Regions from separate parts of the Lactuca sativa genome. Here region 2 is linked to region 1. The links are chromatin contacts, called in public Hi-C maps. All regions are on one chromosome and are shown on one strand. The core of a region is the stretch at or near the end of the contact, and the rest is flanking DNA. Distances in the headings are between cores, read along the strand shown.

Region 1 (3,098 bases), core at 576-3,075:
TCTGAGAATGCTTATGGTGTCAGGAACACTAGGTTCAGCTACCAAAACCTGTTGAAAACGTCTCTCAAAAGCAGCATCTTTTTCAACATATTTCCTGTACTCATCTAAAGTGGTTGCACCAATGCACCTGAGTTGACCCCTTGCAAGCATAGGCTTGAACAGATTTGCAGCATCCATGGATCCTTCTGTACGACCCGCTCCAAGAACAAGGTGGATTTCATCAATGAATAATATCACCTTCCCTTCAGCTTCTTCCACTTCTTTCAAAACTGCTTTCAATCTCTCCTCAAACTCCCCTCTATACTTGGCTCCAGCAATTAAAGCTCCCATATCCAATGCTATGACTCTTACATCAGCAAGATTACTTGGGACATCACCTCTTAGAATCCTTTGAGCTAATCCTTCAACAACAGCAGTTTTTCCCACACCAGGTTCACCAATAAGAACAGGATTGTTCTTAGTTCTTCTTGATAAGATCCTAATCACTCTCCTAATTTCCTCATCTCGCCCAATTACAGGGTCGAGCTTCCCAGCTTGCTCTACAAGATCACGACCATATGTCTTAAGAGCTTGGAAATTAGTATCACCCGATGCACTTTCCACCTTCTTCCCTTCTTTACCCCGAAGCTTTTCTACCTCACTTTTCACCCTCGATGCACCAACTCCAGCTTCTTTTAAAAGTTCTGAAATTTGGGAATCTTCAAGAATCCCCAAAATCAATTGATCCACAGCCAAATGGGTGTCACCACGGGATTTTTGTAAAGACTGTGCACGACGAATTGTCTTGATTAGAGAAGTACTTGCTGGAACTTCATCAGGAGCAGGGGATTGGGAAGGGAGTTTCTTCATGGCTTTATTGAAAACCCTCTCGGCTGAATTAGCTGTTTCTTCACCACCGGCATTGCTTATTGCTTGCCGGAATATGCCATTAGGGTCGGAAATTAAGGCTGCTGCAATGTGTAGTGGTGTGAACTGTGCGTGTCCAGCATTCATTGCGAGTTCATGACCTGAAGCCAATGCTTCATTTGTCTTGTGGGTGAATTTGTCAGGATTCATGTTTGATAATGCCTCTTAAAAAACCTTCAAACGCAATAACAAGATCATCAGTTTGTGTTTAATAAAGAACATCAAAGTAGAAATATTGATCTTTCGGTGTCTAAACTTGAACAAACATAGATAACAAAATTGACGAACCGGACAAAGAGAAAAATCATCTGTTATACTAGAAATTTGCCACCATTTCATTGTTAATAACAGAATATATCTTCCAATTTACCAAATTGATAGGCAGAGTAGAAGAAACATCGTCAATTTCATAACGTAGATTTTGCCCTAAGTCGTTGTTATGGGACTAAAAACATCTAAATCAATGAGTTTCAACTTATAAAAGACATAAGTAACGGTACATGACTAATCGCAGAATAAAAAATTGAGCATGGATTACGATTAAACGAATACAGAGTAAAAATGTTATCATATCAAGCAAATTCGTGCAATACAATACAGATAGAAAAACTCATAACAAAACAGGGGGAGAAGAGAATATCTTATTATTACCTTAAACAGTCCTTCAATAGCGTACGAAATTAATCAGAATCAAACGACTCGAATTAGTGAGTATCAGTGCGTACGAAATCAATCAGAATCAAACGACTCGAATTAGTGAGTATCAGTGCTCGTTTATGGAGATTTGGTTGTCCGAATTTACTAAGTATTTGAATTTTTTTTTGATAACTGATGAAGAATGACGGTGATAAAACGCTTTATACACATGTGGATGGACTCGGGAGGCGTCTGGAAGAAACCGGTATAGTCTCTGGAACTTACCAGAACTTTTCGAGAATTTCCGAATAAAGTGACATTATATGTCGACAAAACTTCAAAAAGGTCCGTGGTTTCATAAAATCTGAAGATTGGTCTCTAATTTATAACAATCTCACGGATCGTTCTTGTGTTTCAAAACTTTTAATATTTGGTTATTTTCGTTAACTCCGTTAGCTTTTGACCGTTAAATGAAGGGTATTTCTGTCATTTCACTACCACAGAGGCCATTTATGAAGATTTGCCTTATTTAAAAAAGAGTAAATTACTGAAATCGTCCCTGTGATTTAGTCAAAATTGCACGTTTGGTCCCTAACTTTTTTTTGCACTCGGATCATCCCTGTGGTTTGATTTTGTTGCGTTTTTCGTCCCTATGGTTTGGTAAAAATTGCATGTTTGGTCCCTAACTTTATGTATGTAAGGGACGAAAAATGCAACAAAATCAAACCACAAGGACAAAAAAACGCAACAAAATCAAACCATAAGGACGATCCGAGTGCAAAAAAAAAGTTAGGGACCAAACGTGCAATTTTGACCAAACCACAGGGACGATTTCAGTAATTTACTCTTTAAAAAATACATATATTTAATATTAAAGGATCTCTTTCTCTAGGGATTAAGAATCAAAGGGAAAAAATCCCAAATATGCACTCTTTCTCCTTCCGATCAGACACTCACCTACCGGTGGTGAAGCACCACCATCGCCACTACAATTTTCAAACCACCAACCACCGCCATTGTTGTTGTCTCTCTCTCAATTTTACCCGATATAAGCCTCAACATCATCTGAAAGATGTCGTACTCTTGCAAGATCACCATATTTGACCTAAATTGGTAAGCCCAAATCAACATCTAAAATTGTAACCTAGATTTAAGCTCTACCTATAGTATTTTACCTAAATCGATAGCTTCATCTCCATTTTCGCCTTCCTCTAAAAGCTCTGCATTTGCAAGCTTTGTCAACACAAGCTCACCCATCTAAAACTCATGAAATCGGTTATGCCTCCATCAATTCCATCAAGAACCAACAACAAACTCTAAGGCTTGATTTGTTTCACCAGGTTGGGATCTTCCTCCATCGATTTCAATAGGAACCAAACGTTTGATTTTGATGGCACTGTTGTGGTAACTGACAAGAAGAGGTATCTAAAAGGAGGAGGCGATCGTCGGCGTTCAGATATTGGCCAAAGCTTAGTGTTTACCGGAGCTCATAAAGAGCTAGAAGAGGAGTTCATAAATGAAATCGATGAAGCTGGTGATGGTAGAGAGAAGCGACT
Region 2 (2,748 bases), core at 70-2,569, 210 kb before region 1:
ACTTATAACCATACCTTCGCCTTCGAGAGAGATTCCGAGATTTACATGGATTTGAGGAAGAAGATAACTCCATTGATTACCTCCGGCTTCGGCGGCGTCTAGGGCGGAAATGAACTCGCTTTTGGCTTCGCTATGCTGGCCGATGACGTAGTAGCAGTTTCCAGCCCGGAAATGTGGTCGGACATCGGTGGGCTGTAATTCGCAGGCTCGTTTGAAACAGACTAATGATTCTTTGAATAATTGTTGATCGTATAAAACTCTACCCAGAGCCATATGCCCATCGAATGCTTCTTCTCTTGATCTTGACCCATCTGCTCTTGACCTCAATGCTCCCAATTCTTTCACGAAAACCCCATAATCATGGCCACTTTCTTCCCAAATGATGCGTTTATCGATTTCAGAAGATGGCCCTAACTCTCTCGACCACCCTGGATCGGAATAAACATCGAAATTTTCCCCTTTTGGTTTTCCGTCTTTGGTTTGCTTCGATTTTAATCTCTTGATCAGAATTTCCAAATCGTCAACGAGCTTCCATGTGTCGTCAAAGATAATTCCGTGGTTCGGCGACGCCGCCCAGGCTGCCGTCCGGTGTGACTTCTGTGGTCCGGCAGACGAAGCCCTTTCCAGCACCGATGAAGTGGAAGCTTCTTCTAAAGCTAAAGAGGACGCGGCTTCATTATCGTCATCCGTTTTCATTTCAAGCGCAAGTGCCTCAAAATCACGGTCGACGTCACCAGCGCCGTCGTCGTACGTACGCAACAAACCGTCGTAAGTCAGGCCCTTTTCGCCGTCAATAAAGTCGCCGTACGTTCGGAAAACCTCGTCGAGGATAGCGCTGATTTGTTCGTCACTGAATTTCACCCTAGGGTTTACAGCGACAACAAGGGCAGACATCTCTTCTCTGTTGAGACCACCATCTCTGTTAAAATCAAATTGCTGGAAAATTCTTCTCACCTTCTCCGATCTACTCCCTCTCGTCGTCATTTTCGTAGGTTAAATTAACAAGAACGAATTTTTTTTACCAAATCGAAACGGGTTGGAAGTGGTTCAAGAGAGGAACAACCACAAACCAAAAAACTGGATCGATAATTGGGATTGAAACACGGGGCATTTGCGATAAAATTCCTGGAAATTACATGTGGAGTCGAATTGGGTAACGAAAATTTCTCATAAATCTAACAGGAAACGTACGTGAGAAAGATCAAAAGTGGGAAAATTGTACAGAGATAGAGAGAGAGGAAGAGAGAAGTCTCTTTATCTCTTTCTTCTCATAATTTTTTCTTTCTGGTGGCCTCCCTCTCTGTGCTGGGATGATGGGGATGGTGGGCCTAACCAGCCGCAAGAGAGAGAGAGAGCACTTTGTATATCCGAATTTTCATCTTCTTCATCCTTAAGTTTCCTTTACCAACGGTAAACAAAAAAACATCCTTTTTAACACATTACTATTTCAAACAATGTTTATAATATCTTTTTAAGTAATTTGATACAATTGTGAAGTATATTGTTTTACTTTTGATAAAAGAGGATAAATATTTAACTAGAGACATTCTTCACCATATGTCCAAGAGATCTCAAGAAGTACAAACATAGAAAGAAGATAATTGCAAGAAAACATTAAGACAATTGTAGTCGAATACCCTAGAAGTAAATACTATTACATTTTGAAAGTATACTAATTCATGAATGATTGATGGAGGTAGTTTGTTTGACACGGAGCTTTTGGAAACGTTTGAGAGCTTATAACTTTTAGCTTTTACCAAAATGCTATACTTTAAATAAAAAGTTTCGTTTGACGGTTCGAACGTTTAACTTTTAGTTTAAATAAACGCTTCAAATTTAAAAACTACTTCATTTATATTTTAACAAAAAGTTACTGAGTTTTTTAAATCAATTTTCATTATTGCCTTAAAAATATATTTATATATTTATTTATTTTTAAACAGTTATCATTTTATATAATTTTATATATTTCAAAACTTTCAGCTATTTTTGCAAAACATTCATATACTAAACACTCATATAACAAATAAATGTTAGAAATTCCAGCTACCAGCTTCCAGCTAACAACTACTTTTGTCAAACACGCCCGTAAAAAGTGTTACGACTCCAATATTGTCATGCTGGAGTCAAAATGGTAAGAGTTTTATCTTGGTGATCGGGCTATATTGAAAATGTATGTGTGAAATGTGATGATCATATCTAGAAACCAACGGAATATGAGTTCATGTTTTATTCAACTATTAAAGATAGACCGTGGAATTTGTGAGAGTTCAAGTGTAATGATGGGAGCTACCGGCCAAAGTGGATGAAGTCTATAATACCTTTCGTTTATTTTGTATGTTAAAATGTCATACATAAAATGATAACTTATGCTTGTGCAGTGGCGTAGTCAGGATTTTATTTTAGGATGAACCAAATAATTTATAAAATATGAACGATATATAAAATCTAGAATTTAGAATGGGGTGCGTCAAATCACAACCTTAGTTCATTATATATATATATATATATATATATATATATATATATATATATATATATATATATATATATATATATATATACACTTAAAATTTTATGGGTGGGCCAAGGCTCACCTTTACTTCTATGTGGCTACGCCACTGTGCTTGTGTTTGAGATCAAGATAAAATTATAAGCTTCAACATATATAAGATGATGAAATCGTTAAAATGAAGAAGTTGAAGAATAAAGAGACTAGAATATGAAAGTTCTTGATGAAGCGTCAGT

The links. A called contact is a pair of places that touch in the nucleus more often than the background predicts.
Region 2: a contact with region 1 is called in a Hi-C map of leaf, with 10 times the contacts expected there. The contact joins the promoter of LOC111886341 here to the promoter of LOC111879684 in region 1. A contact is called at or near these places in 2 of 4 Hi-C or Micro-C datasets (both in leaf).

Annotation. Positions count from the first base shown.
Region 1 is chr4:218,838,035-218,841,132 of Lsat_Salinas_v11, reverse strand. It overlaps LOC111879684 (chaperone protein ClpB1), which reads right to left and starts at 1,825. Exons shown (of 3, transcript XM_052770530.1): 1 at 1,558-1,825; 2 at 1-1,080. The coding sequence starts at 1,056.
Region 2 is chr4:219,044,277-219,047,024 of Lsat_Salinas_v11, reverse strand. LOC111886341 reads right to left here and starts at 1,319. Exons shown (of 1, transcript XM_023882574.3): 1 at 1-1,319. The coding sequence starts at 984.